2 separate regions of the Sus scrofa genome follow, and region 2 is linked to region 1. The links are chromatin contacts, called in public HiChIP or PLAC-seq maps. All regions are on one chromosome and are shown on one strand. The core of a region is the stretch at or near the end of the contact, and the rest is flanking DNA. Distances in the headings are between cores, read along the strand shown. Region 1 overlaps FAM222B (protein FAM222B). Region 2 overlaps PHF12 (PHD finger protein 12).

What was found. HiChIP or PLAC-seq counts read pairs in DNA pulled down with a chosen protein or histone mark.
Region 2: a contact with region 1 is called in an H3K27ac HiChIP or PLAC-seq map of alveolar macrophages. The contact joins two enhancer-like sites. A contact is called at or near these places in 2 of 5 promoter capture datasets (fetal liver and liver), 9 of 47 Hi-C or Micro-C datasets (embryonic fibroblasts, heart right ventricle, mesenteric adipose tissue and 5 more) and 2 of 2 datasets of contacts at active chromatin or transcription factors (alveolar macrophages and skeletal muscle).

What each region holds. Positions count from the first base shown.
Region 1 is chr12:45,008,844-45,015,528 of Sscrofa11.1, forward strand. FAM222B (protein FAM222B) reads right to left here. Exons shown (of 3, transcript XM_021067489.1): 2 at 5,849-5,970. The coding sequence starts at 5,930. Among named protein-coding and RNA genes, the nearest start is that of TRAF4, 37 kb to the left of the region's middle. Within about 2 kb of position 4,373, at least 5 of the 83 cell types and tissues checked have an H3K27ac peak or open chromatin away from gene starts, as enhancers often do. A contact at or near this core is called in alveolar macrophages, where this site is marked.
Region 2 is chr12:45,145,796-45,152,480 of Sscrofa11.1, forward strand. PHF12 (PHD finger protein 12) reads right to left here. Exons shown (of 16, transcript XM_005656997.3): 4 at 4,890-4,962; 5 at 1,775-2,168. Among named protein-coding and RNA genes, the nearest start is that of DHRS13, 22 kb to the left of the region's middle. Within about 2 kb of position 4,111, at least 18 of the 83 cell types and tissues checked have an H3K27ac peak or open chromatin away from gene starts, as enhancers often do. A contact at or near this core is called in alveolar macrophages, where this site is marked.

The DNA of each region.
Region 1 (6,685 bases), core at 3,123-5,622:
AGGTTGGTGATCTCCAGATCACTTGGCTGTTTTTCTGGGGTTTTTTTTCTTGCTCCCTTATCTGAGTCATAATTCTCTGCCTTATCATTTGCTATAGACTTTTTGTGTCTCCTTTTTACAGACAATAGGGTGTAGCCTCTCTTGCCTCTGATGTCTGCTTCCCTTGTGGCTGAAGTTAGTACAGGGCTTGCTGCTGGCTTCCTGATGGGAGGGACTGGTGCCTGCCCACTGGTAGGTGGAACTGATTCTTATACCTCTGGTGGGTAGGGCTTTGTCTCTGGGTGTGAGGAGAGGTGGCTGTAGGCCTAGGGGGTGTTTTAGGCAGCCTGTTGGCTGATGGGTGGGGCCAGATTTTTCCAAAATGGCCACCTCTAGAGGAGTTCCCAGTGATGACTATTCCTGAGACCTTTGCCTCCAATGTCCTTTCCCCACAATAAGCCAGAGTCCTGCCCGTTTTCCATAAGGTCCTCCAAGAACCACAGGCAGGGGTTGACCCAGAGATTCCTATGGAGTCTGCTTTGCCCTGGGACCCAGTGCACATGCAAGCCTGTGTGCGCCTTTCAAGAGTGGTCTCCATTTCCCCCAGTCCTGTGGACCTCCTGCACACAAGCCCTCAAAGCCAAATGCTCTGAGGGTTCCTCTCCCCAATGCCAGATCCCCAAGCATGGGGACCGGATGTGGGGCTCAGAACTCTCACTCCCATGCGTGAGCCTCTGCAATATAGTTACTTTTCCAGTTTGTGAGCTGCCCACCAGATGGGTATGGGGTTGCTTATATTTCACAATTGCCCCTCCTACCGTCTTGATGTGGCCTCCTCTTTGTCTTCTGGAGTAGGATTTTTTTTTTTTTTTTTTGATAGTTTGCAGTCTATTTTGTTGAAGGTTGTTCAGCAGTTGGTTGTAATTTTGTCGCTTTTATGAGAGAAGGTGAACTCCAGTCCTTCTACTCCACCATCTTAATCCCATCCCTGCCTCCACTCATGCTGACAGCAGAGAGAAATCAGAATCAAAGCAAGGTGCAAGTGTGGACACAGGCTACAGTATGGTAAGGAAGAATCTCAAGGATGAGATGAACATATTGGACAAGACAGAGGCCACATTCTAGGAATCCAACATCACCCACTTCATATACCAGACTTAAGCCTTACAAATGAGCCAAGTCTGAGTTCCCATCGTGGCTCAGCAGTAACAAACCCAACTAGGATGCATGAGGATGCAGGTTCAATTCCTGGCCTCGCTTAGTGGGTTAAAGGATCCGGTGTTGCTGTGAGCTTGTGAGCTGTGGTGTAAGTTGCAGCCACAGCTCAGATCCCACATTGCTGTGGCTCTGATATAGGCTGATGGCTACAACTCCAATCCTACCCTCTAGCCTGGGAACTTCCATATGCCGCAAGTGCGGCCTTTTTTTTTTTTTTTTTTTTTGTCTTTTTGCCTTTTCCGGAGCCGCTCCCGTGGCATATGGAGGTTCTCAGGCTAGGGGTCGAATCGGAGCTGTAGCCACTGGCTTATGCCACAGCCACAGCAATGTGGGATCGGAGCCGTGTCTGCAACCTACACCACAGCTCACAGCAACGCCAGATCCTTAACCCACTGAGCAAGGCCAGGGATCAAACCTGCAACCTCATGTTTTCTAGTCGGATTTGTTAACCACTGTGCCACGACGGGAACTCCAATGTAGCTCTAAAAAGACCTTTAAAAAAAAAAAAAAAGCCAAGTTTTGGAGTTCTGCTGTGGCACAGGGGGTTAAGGACCTAGCCTTATTGCTATGGCACCACGGGTTCAATCCCTGGCCAGGGAACTCCCACATGCCATGGGAGTGGCCAAAAAAAAGGGAAAAAAAGAGTCAGGTTTTCCTCGGTACTTGGAAAACTCAGTCCCCACACTGGTACCTTGGAGAAGAAAAGTTTCTTTCCTCTGTATCAGGGTCCTCTAAGTGCACAGCTAACACAAGCTTTGCAAGCAACTTATTTAACTACCTGGTACGAATAGTGTCATTAATGGAGACATAAGGTAGTGTAGAGAACAGAGAATCTGTGGTTAGAAAAAAAGAGATCTGGATTCCAGCACTAGTTTTATTATCTGACTACTCAGTCTCTCACTTATCATTTACTAGCAGGGATGATACCTGCTGTCCTGACTCACAGAATTACTGTGATCAAGAGATCCAATGAACAGGAAAATGCTCTGTGAAGAGGAGCCATTTCTGTCTATAGTTATTATTCAAGGATAGCAGGTTGGCTGAGATCGCCCACAGACAAGACAAAATAGTGTAGGACCCCCTGGACTTGACTCTGCATTAAATGAATCAGAGAAAGCACTGTCGTCTCTTTGGGGAAGTGGGGGTGGGGTGGATCTCCCTGAATCCAGGCTTCCCTTTGGGGACTGTCCCATTTATCCTTCTATTTTTGAAGGTCAGAAGACATGGGTGGCACATGCAGAAAGAACCTTTATCTACAAGCAGGAAGACATAGGCAGTATGTTTCAAACACAGGCTCTGAAGTCTGACCCAAGTGCGAGTTCTAGCCCACTGAATGGTAATGTGACGATGACAACTGACAAAAACTGTGCGCCTCATTCTTACAACAAAGAGAGTTTTTCCACATGGAATTGTTGAGGAATGAACTGAATGAGAATATATATAAAAATACTCAAGACAGTACCTGGTGTATGGTAAGCACTCAACAAATGTTAGCTAATATTTCTGATATTTCTCTAGAGGTTATCCAGTCACTGGGCCAATTCACCATTTCCAGGCCTTTCCACTAGGGGGCAGAGATGTATACAACAAAGCAGTAAAGGAAAATTAATTTTGATATTGTCCTAGGCCCCAAGGCTCTACAATGAAAGAGGTCACAGTCATTGTCTAAAAGGTGATTTTAGGACCAATGACCTTAGGTTATTTCACTCATTCTACCCCAAAATACTGAGCCATCCTATATACCCACCATGAGCTGGAGAAATAGGAGCAGAGGCTTGGGATTAATAAAAAAAAAAAGTGACCAACAACATTGGGAGAAGATGGGTCAGAGGAAAACAAACTTGACAAGTACAAAGCCCCCAAATGGTTGGGGACTCAAAGCAAGTGACATCATGGAATAACAACCTAGAAAAGTTCTATGAGGACATTCACCTAACCTCGACTGTGGTCTTCCAACAAATGCAAGACCTAATCAAAGCCAAGATATCCTTTAATCCAGCCTGCACTACAGCAAATCACGTATCTAGGTTGGGAAATGCATTACATCCTCCTATATGTCTAGAAAAGGAAGAGAAGAGAAAATGCTGGCGTTAGGCTGGACCAATCCTGTGATTCTGTATACACAGCAACTCAAGCATGGGAAAAGTCATTAACCAAAGGGCTTACGGTGTTGGGTCAAGAATCCACCTATTTCCTCTCCTAACCCCAACCCATCTCTCCTGCCTTGAACTGACTCTTACAATATAAGGTATATTAAGCTACAAATATCTGTACCCTATGCCCACCCGAGCAGACACCAAGTTGTGTTTTGAGCAACTTTTAAGACCCTCTTGAGGATGGGAGCAGGGAAAGGCTGAAGAGCAGTCACAAGACTAGCTTTAGGTCTCTGTAGCTGACAGGCCTGGGCTCTGAGCAGCTTCGTGGCTGCTGGTTTCCAAAGGAGACAGCTTATGCTTCACCTCACCTTAACTGTAAATGCTTAATGCCAACAGCTATGAGTCACATGATAGGATTTTTTCAAAAATACATTTTGGGAGAGGAAAGAAGAAAGCAAGATTTAAGCAAGCTTAAAAACACCACTGGGTTTTCTCCTTTGGAGAAGTCTGAGTGTAGTTAAAGAGAGGAAAAAGAGAGTCGAAGAGATTCAAATACACTGTCCCCCAAATGGACAGGTAGGCCTGAAACCAGGGAGGAAGGATACCTTCATTCTTAAATAGAGATTCGGGGCAGTGGCTAGCAGAGACTACTTGGGGAGAAGGAGGAAAAGGTCCAAAGTCAGCCTCTAAGACCAAGCTGCCAATAACGTCTTTCCTTTCAACTGGCTCAGCCCTTGACAGCACATCTTTGGGTGAAGCTGTCAGAATGTGTTAAGGAATCAAGCAGAACAACAGTGAGCTGCTCACTGTCATCTTACCGTATGCCTCCAAGTACACTCCCTCCTCACTTGTGCCTCTAGAAGCCTGGAACCAGTCACAATGCAGTGAGCATGCAGATATGGGTGGCCAGGAAACACAGACAACTTTCTCATGCAATTATCACTTAGAAAGAGAAAGGCTGGGGAAGGGCTGAACAGCAGGTCTTGCTTACTATGTCAAGCAGCTGAGAAGGAAGACTGTCACCTCTGGCTGTGTCATTACACAAGGTGGATTCACTGGCCAAATTCTAGAACTAGCCAGGCTCTGAGTCTCAAAAAAAGGAAGTCAAGAGGCTAGACCATTTTTAACTTCTGAAGATGATCTCAAAAGGAGAACCGGGTGGCAAACTACAGCCTACAGGCCAACACAGCTGCTGTGCTTTTCTAGAAAGTTATACTGGAGCACAGCCACACTCACTTGTTTACATACTGTCCACAGGTGCCTATGCTCAGTGACAGTAGAGAAGTGAGTATGTGCAACAAAGACTCTAAGGTGTGATTCACAAACCCTAAAATATATACCATCTGACCCTTTATAGAAAAAGTTTGCCAATCTGTCACAAAGGATTCAGGTAAGGTGCTGAAACTCCTTTTCTACGAAAGGGGAAGCCTAGATGCCTCATTGATTTCTTCCCTTTTTGCTCTGAAATGAAGGTCTATTCCAAATTTAGGGCATTTTACACTTGATACTATACGTGGTACTGAGCCAGGAACAGAATCTTTTCCTTGCACATCACAAAGTACAAGGACAGAAGGTTGGACTCGGGGAAAACATGAAGTATAAACTAATTCCAGCCAATTTAAGATAGAAGTCTAACAGACAGTAATTAACAACTCAATCTTGTGGGAAGAATATTAACCGGAATATGCCCAGAGAGACAGAGAAAGCTAGTTTCCTATCTCTTTTGGAAGCAAAAGCTTCTTTACTTGCTATCAATTGAGGGCAAAGGAACATAAGGCAGACAGCAAAGCCAAAGGGAACTGTCTGTTTCCATGGTAGAGAGTGCTCAGAGAGTTCAAAACAACAGCACAGTGGAAACAGTTTGTTTCAGAGGTACAGTAAGTAATCTAGACTGTTGAGTTTTTGTTCAATTCCTCACGGGTGTTCAAATTGGAACACTTCTTTGAAGTGGGAGATAGATATATATATATATATATATATATATATACACACACACTATAAAACTCCTTATAACCTTGTTGCTCAAGAGATAGCTATCAGCAACAATTAAAATTAAGATGATATAGGAGTTCCTGTCATGGTGCAGTGGAACCGAATCGGACTAGGAACAATGAGGTTGCGGGTTTGACCCCTGGCCTCACTCAGTGGGTTAAGGATCTGGCATTGCTTCGAGATGTGGTGTAGGTCACAGCTTGGCTCTGCCGTGGCTGTGGCTGTGGTGTAGGCCTGTAGCTGTAGCTCCTGATTTGACTCCTAGCCTGGGAACCTCCATAGGCCTTGGGTGTGGCCCTAAAAAGAAAAAAAACCCAAAACAAAAACAAGAACAAATTAAGATGATACACATTGGGAAATTCTAGTATTTAAGAGGACCTCTGATCAGAGCAGTGTCTCACATTGCTGACATTTTTACAGCTGCCTTCTTGCTGTTTGTGAAGAAGCAGTGTCTTGGAGATATCAAGGTCATGGTCAGTGTACCACAAACGTGCCTCCAGGACAGCCCAAACGTAGGGACAAAATAAAGGATCACATCCTTCCCTGGGATCCAGATTACTTACATTTCTGAAGTCCAGTGTTCATCTGCGTGTGAGAAAGAAGCTGAAAGGACAGGTCACCTGGCCCTGGTAGACAGGCTAGCATGGCAGACTGGCATCAACACAACATGAGGCAGTCACTCACACTGTAATGACAAAAAAACAAGGTCATGGAACACAAGGCAACTCACTCAAGGAATATACGGGGGATATCAGATATGAGCAGCAGAAGCCCAAGTTTAGATAGATAAGCAACTTAATCAGCAGCATGTCAGTTGAAAATACATCTATGTCTTTATCTGTAGCAACAATTTGATACCAACTATTACTATGACTGAAATATTTCAGTCAGCTCGGACACGTGGGTGGGGAAAATAAAAGCTAGAAAATACCTATCCCGGAGTTCCCATCATGGAACATCAGAAATGAATCTGGGAGTTCCCGTCGTGGCGCAGTGGTTAACGAATACAACTAGGAACCATGAGGTTGCGGTTTCGGTCCCTGCCCTTGCTCAGTGGGTTAACGATCTGGCGTTGCCGTGAGCTGTGGTGTAGGTTGCAGACGCGGCTCGGATCCCGCGTTGCTGTGGCTCTGGCGTAGGCCGGTGGCTACAGCTCCGATTCAACCCCTAGCCTGGGAACCTCCATATGCCGTGGGAGCGGCCCAAGAAATAGCAACAACAACAAAAGACAAAAAAAAAAAAAAAAAAAGAAATGAATCTGACTAGGAACCGTGAAATTTCAGGTTCAATCCCTGGCCCCATTCAGTGGGTTAAGGATCCAGCGTTGCGGTGAGCTGTGGTGTAGGTCACAGATGCAGCTCAGATCTGGCGTTGCTGTGGCTGTGGTGTAGGCCAGTGGC
Region 2 (6,685 bases), core at 2,861-5,360, 140 kb after region 1:
GGTGTAGTCTGGTGGCTACAGCTCCAATTTGACCCCTAGCCTGGGAACCTCCATATGCCATAGGAGCGGCCCAAGAAATGGCAAAAAAAACCCCAAAAAACCAAAAAGGAAAAAAAAAAGAATGAGAAAGGAGGAAAAGAAGACGTAAGTCAGAACCACGATTGCAAGTCACTTGCTCTGTGGCAGAAACACATCTAAATGTTTTGAAAACATGAAGTGGTCAGAAGCCTTGGTTAGATATTGGCAACCTAAGAAATATAAATGCTCAAGTCAAATGGTCAACAAAAGACTATTCTATGGAGGCAGTTGAGGAAAAGACTATAATTTTACTACATTTTTATAGAAAGCAGAAAAGCTGTGATACTATATGCACCAGTAGGTTTCTTAAACCTGCCAATTTCACTTCCTCTGGGAAGAAGAAAATAAGATCTAAATGCTTCATGATATCAAGTAGAAGCCATGACTTGATTTAAAAACAAAAAAACAAAAACAAAAAAACAACAAAAAAAGGAGTTCCTGTCATGGTGCAGCAGAAACAAATCTGACTAGGAACCATGAGGTTACAGGTTCAATTTCTGGCCTCACTCAGTGGGTTATGGGTCTGGCATTGCCATGAGCTGTGGTGTAGGTCACAGATGCAGATGCAGCTTGGATCTGGTGTTGCTGTGGCTCTGGTGTAGGCCGGCAGCAACAGCTCCAATTCTACCCCTAGCTTGGGAACCTCCATATGCCGAGGGTGTGGCCATAACAGGACAAAAGACAAAAGACAGAAGACTTAAAAAAAAAAAGGAGGAGTTCCCTTTGTGGCTCAGGGGAAATGAACCTGACTATTATCCACAACGACACTGGTTCGATCCCTGGCCTTGCTCAGTGGGTTAAAGATCCAGCGTTGCCATGAGCTGTGGTGTAGATCACAGATGTGGCCTGGGTTTGGCATTGCTGTAGCTAGGCTGGCAGCTGTAGCTCTGAATCAACACCTAGCCTGGGAACCTCCACATACTGGGGGTGCAGCCCTAAAAAGACAAAACAAAACAAAACAAAAAGGAGGGCAATTTCATAATATCCATTAAAACTATAAATGCATACTTTAAAAAAATATAAATGCAGAGTTTTGATCCAGCAATTCTAATGCTGGTAATATATCCTACAGATACACTCACATGTACACAATGATGCATTTACAAAACTATTTGTTGAAACACTAGCTACAGTAACAAAAGATTAAGAACAACCTGAATGTCCACTAATAGGAAATTAGTTAAATAAATTATGGGATATCTATACAATGGGCTACTATGCAATCATTAAGAAAAACTGAGGGATGTCAACATTAATATGGAAAGACCTCTCTAGCAAGTATGCTATCTAAGTGGAAAATAATGAACATATATCTGTATTTGCTAATATATGCACAAAGATATTCTAGGAGATACAAGAACCAAACAGTGGTCATCTATGAGGGGTAGGAAGGTAGAAATTAGGCAAACAGTAGAGAGGGATGGGTGGGAAACTTTTCACTGTAACCTTTTCTGTATTTTTAGATTTTTAAACTATTTGCATGTATTACCTTTTTTTTTTTTTTTTTTTTAAAGTGATACTGGGAAGGGTGGAAAATAGAAAATTGAGTAAGTATTGTAAACATTCAAGGATCTCTCCACAAACCAAGAACAGGAACTTGAAACTGGCTACATGGACAGTGACCTCACAGGCAGCACTGCCCTTCAGTCCTTTGGGGAAGCTGGGACTGGGGAGAGGACATGACGGTTTGGCTAACCTGGTAGTGCAGTGGTACAAGTCAGTTCATTGGGCAACTGAAACTGGGTGGGGTTCCGCTCCATGGCGGCAGCAATCAGCAGCTCAAAGGGCCGCCTTAGCTGGGGCTGCACACAGTCCGGCTCTGCTGCCACGGGCTCCTCATCCACGTCGATGATGTCCTCGTCGACGTCATTCTGCTCAGAGGTGGGGGTCTCTGTGCTGGCATTGGATGTGGGCGTGCCAGGCCGGCTGGCTCTCCTCTCCAGGATTCGGGCATGGGCAATAGCCTTGAGTTCAGTTTTGCTAGCTGATCTGTCCAACAAGTCAGTGTCACTGCTGGGGGATGTAGTCCGTTTGCCAGATTTGTCCACCAGTCCATTGACATGGCCCAGCTCCTTTTTCTGCTCTCGTTTCTGTGCAAATGAACAGGTGGGGCCATCACATAAAGTACCACAAAATAGAAAGAGATGGGTGCTACAAAGTCCTGCTAGACCACTAACCAAAATTATGAAAGTCTCTAGTATCACAGCGTTATCCACCTGGGAACTTGGAACACTGGTCTGTTAAAGTTGACAAAACTAGCTGAACTAAACTAAAGCTGGCAAAACCACTGCCGTAGAGAATCACAAGAAGTATAGAACGTTAGAAACAATTATCCAAACCATACATCAGTTATTGTAAGTCATCACGTTACATGATATCTCTATACAAGGTACAGTGGGGTAAAGGGATAAAAAGTTAATGCAGTAGGAATAAATTTAGGGAGTTCCTGTCGTGGCATGGCGGAAATGAATCTGACTAGGAAACATGAGGTTAGATCCCTGGCCTTGCTCAGTGGGTTAAGAGTCTGGCACTGCCATGAGCTGTGGTGTAGACTGCAGATGCGGCTTGGATCTGGCCTTGCCGTGGCGTAGGCCAGCAGCTACAGCTTTGATTGGACCCCTAGCCTGGGAACCTCCATGTGTCACAGGTGTGGCCCTAAAACTACAAAAATAATAAATAAATAAATAAATAAGTCTGCAAAAGCAAAAGTAAAAGGTAAAACAGACAAGCAGGGCTCCCCGCCCAGGAGGTTGAGTGCTCGCATGCAAGGCAACCAATCGCACCACAAGGTAGAAGGGTGGGGTGTGGAGGGTAGCAACCCAACAATCATGGCATCCAAGAATGGTGGCTTTCAGTGTTTCAAGTTTAACTGGAATTCTGAAAGTGACACTCCTTTGAATGGGAAGTGGGGAAATGAAGACCAAGTATACTGAGTAGGATTGAATGACTGATAATAAATTTTTTCTAGGGCTCCAAATAGAGTGGTCAAATGAAGGTCTAGCAGTGGCCTCCAGTCAGGAGACCTGGGATCTTGTCACAGTTCTGCCACTGATTCCCTGTGACCTTGGGTGACCCAAGTTGGTGAGAGGAATTTCTCTATGTGTGAGACTAGTAAAATCTTTCTTTTCCTCTCAGGGATATGGTAGAGATAAAAAGTGTCACATATATGAAAGGGATGGCTCTGAGTTGGGAGAGGATCTAGCCTCCACTTGGAATAAGACCTGAACAACAAGGGTTGGTGAGGTCCACAAGTTTTATCATTTCAATCCACTTCAGTGTAACTACAGAAGGCCAGAGAGCTGTAGAGGTGGTGGTGGTGGTGCAAAAAGCAAATTTGGCACTGGTAGGCCAGGAGGTCCATCTGAGAGCAGGTCAGAGTGGCATTTCAGGAAAAGTGTGCTATGTTAGAAAAAGCCATACTATAAATATAATCCCCAGCAAGTACCTCTGTTTCTAGACAGTTGATGAAGAAATAATAGAGCTTTGGAATGAGACAGAATTTGGTTCAAACCTTGGCTCTGAAATTCCTTTGAGTACTTGATACTTGAGTAAGTCTGACATTTGTGAAGCTGTTTCTTTGAAATGGAGACAGTACCACTAGCACCCATAGTTGGATATAGATTAAGTGAGATAACACATGTAAAATACCCAGCTATGACAAATACTAAAATTATGTTAGTTTCTCTTCTTTACCCCCCTCTTTTCCTGGCTTCACTTCTTCCCCCTCAGTTGTTCCTAACCCTTTCAGGTTTGGTTTTTTTGAGTGGCAAGTTTCTGAAAGGCCTCTTGACTGGCAGGTGCCACTACTCTAATCAAAGGTAAAGATCTTGCAGGGGTGGACAAGCTGGAGAATACCTTGGTTTGTGGAAGGCAGGAGAAATCAAACTATAGCTGTGGTTAGGCAGTTGACTTGGCCTTGGCTTGCCTTTTTTTTTTTTTTTTTTTAATAGGAACCCTTATGCACACATTGAAAATAGCGTCTGCCTGTTTACCCTCTTCTTAGAGGCAGAAAACTGTTACACATATAAACCACAATCTCTGAATCATCTCATCCTGTTTCTGCAACCAAGGAAGTCATCATTCATTGTGACATCATGTTCAGGGGCCAAGAAAAGAGAGGTGATGTCACAACAAAGGAAAGTTGTTTGGTGTATAAGGAATAGTTTACAATTCACAGACAAATTTTAATCCACATCCTACATCTGAGGATTTGGTCTCTCATAATCTGGGTTGAAGCATACCTACTTCCTTTTTTGATAAGGGAACATTTAGCTTTTGTACTCTAAAAAAGTTCTCAAGAAAATAATGTTCTCAAAGCCAGTACTGAATTCTCAAAGCTGAGGGAAGGGGAACTAAAGAGTGGTTAGGCAATCTGGGGCTTAAGTGGGTCAAAATCTTCTCCACCCCATACACCTGGCCAAGCCTCTAGATATCAGGGACTTATTTGCCTTGGGGTGAGGGAAATCCTTTTTTTCATCAAGCTGGAGAAGCAGCTGCCTTCTTCTTCGGCCACTTTCAGGCCACTTATCAGGAGGTCTATAAGGAGGTCAGACCACTCCTGTCACTAAGTGAATGAACATGGCTCAGTAAATTAACACACCTCTTCTGCCCATTTCAGCAGCCCATGTTTGGATTTTAGGCCCTACTGGATTCCAAACAGTCACCATGGGGAGTGTGAGGGTGATTCCAGGGCTGGAAGAGACAAGAAGAAGGAACGAAAATGCCTTCAGGGCCAGACCATCTTAGCTCTAGAATATCAGCGCTCTAGATCTGGCATTCTGAGCAAAGCCTTTAGAAAGCAGTATTGTTACCTTTCGGCGAACAGTGCACCGGTGACACATCCACTCCCCAGGAGGCAACATCTCTTCACTCAGTGGAGGGTTACTGCAGGGAAAAGACAAGGCCAAGACTAAGTAACAGCAGGGCTGCAGCAAGGAAAAGCTTAGCTAGGTCTGACTCGAAGCCGTGTGTCCGCCAACTACTCCTGCCAGTCCTACAGCTTGGGTTCTCTCATTCGTCAAAATGCTTACTTGGTATCATTTACAATAACCTAAATGTAAGCATCCCTTCCCATAGCTTAGAAAAAGAAGCCAAATCCAGAGCCATTAATACTAGGCTAACTGGGAAAGATAACATTCTTCCCCCTTAAAGCTGTGCCTGTGAAAACCCTATTCATAATGTAAGGCTTGCCTCAATCAGCCTATGGTGGATTAAAGATGGCTGCAAACTCTTTGCTACTCCTTCCACCCAGAAATAGTCCATTTCTTTCCTCTTGAATTGGGCTTGTCTTGTGACTTGCTTACTTGCTTTTTGACCAATAGAATGAAGCAGAGGAAACAATGCCGTAAGTTCCATGGCTGAGTCTGAAAAGACTTGAAGATTCCATTTTTACATGCTTAGAATGTTCCACTTCTGAGCCCTGCTCTCATGCTGGGACAAGGAGACTTAAGGCACTCCAATTAACTCCAAGCCAACAGCCAGCACCAGCTACTGCTATGTGACTGAGTTATCTTGGATCATGTCAACTCAGTTGAGCCTCCAAATAACTGTAGTCCCGGGTAACAACACTGTTGCCTGAAAACCACCCCACTGAGCCTAATCAACATGCAGATTTGTGAGAAATAATAACTAGTGTCCATTTTTGTTGGTTGGTTTGTTTTGTTTTTTAGGGCCATCCCAACGGCATACAGAGGTTCCCAGAATATGGGTAGAAATGGAGCTGTAGCTACCAGCCTACACCACAGCCACAGCAACGCCAGATCCGAGCCATGTCTGTGACTTACATCACAGCTCACGGCAATGCTGGAATCCTTTTACCCGCTGAATGAGGCCAGGGATTGAACCTGCATCTTCACGAGTACTAGTCAGATTCTTAATGTGCTGACTCACAACAGGAACTCCATCTCAATGTATTTCTGCATAGGCCACATCCAATGAGTGAAATGCATGCATGTAATCTTCAAAGGTCTATAGACTCTGCTATACTTCAGCAGCTGTCATATTAAAATTCATCCTGAAAAAGCTGTGATTTCTTTTTTAAAAATTTATTTTAATTTTATTTTAAGGCTGTCATTTCTGATTCTGTTTTTCATCATTTCTTTTCGTCTGCCTGTTGGCTTTGTATTTGTACCAAGACACCCTACACCAAACATGTAAAGCAGAGAAGGGTGAGGCAAGGTGGTAGTGGCTTAGCTCTTTTACCAAGACACAAATGGCCCCCTGGCACCCTTCCTATTTCCCTCAATCTATTCCTGGTCCTGCTAGTAGAATAGTTCTGCCACAATTCTAATCACATTAGTCTCTTTTTTTTTTTTGCTATTTCTTTGGGCCGCTCCCGCGGCATGTGGAGGTTCCCAGGCTAGGGGTCGAATCGGAGCTGTAGCCACTGGCCTACGCCAGAGCCACTGCAACACGGAATCCGAGCCGCGTCTGCAACCTACCCCACAGCTCACGGCAACGCCGGATCATTAACCCACTGAGCCAGGGCAGGGATAGAACCCGCAACCTCATGGTTCCTAGTCGGATTCGTTAACCACTGCGCTACGACAGGAACTCCCACATTAGTCTCTTAATCAAAAAGCCCTTCAATATCACCCTTACCCCATCC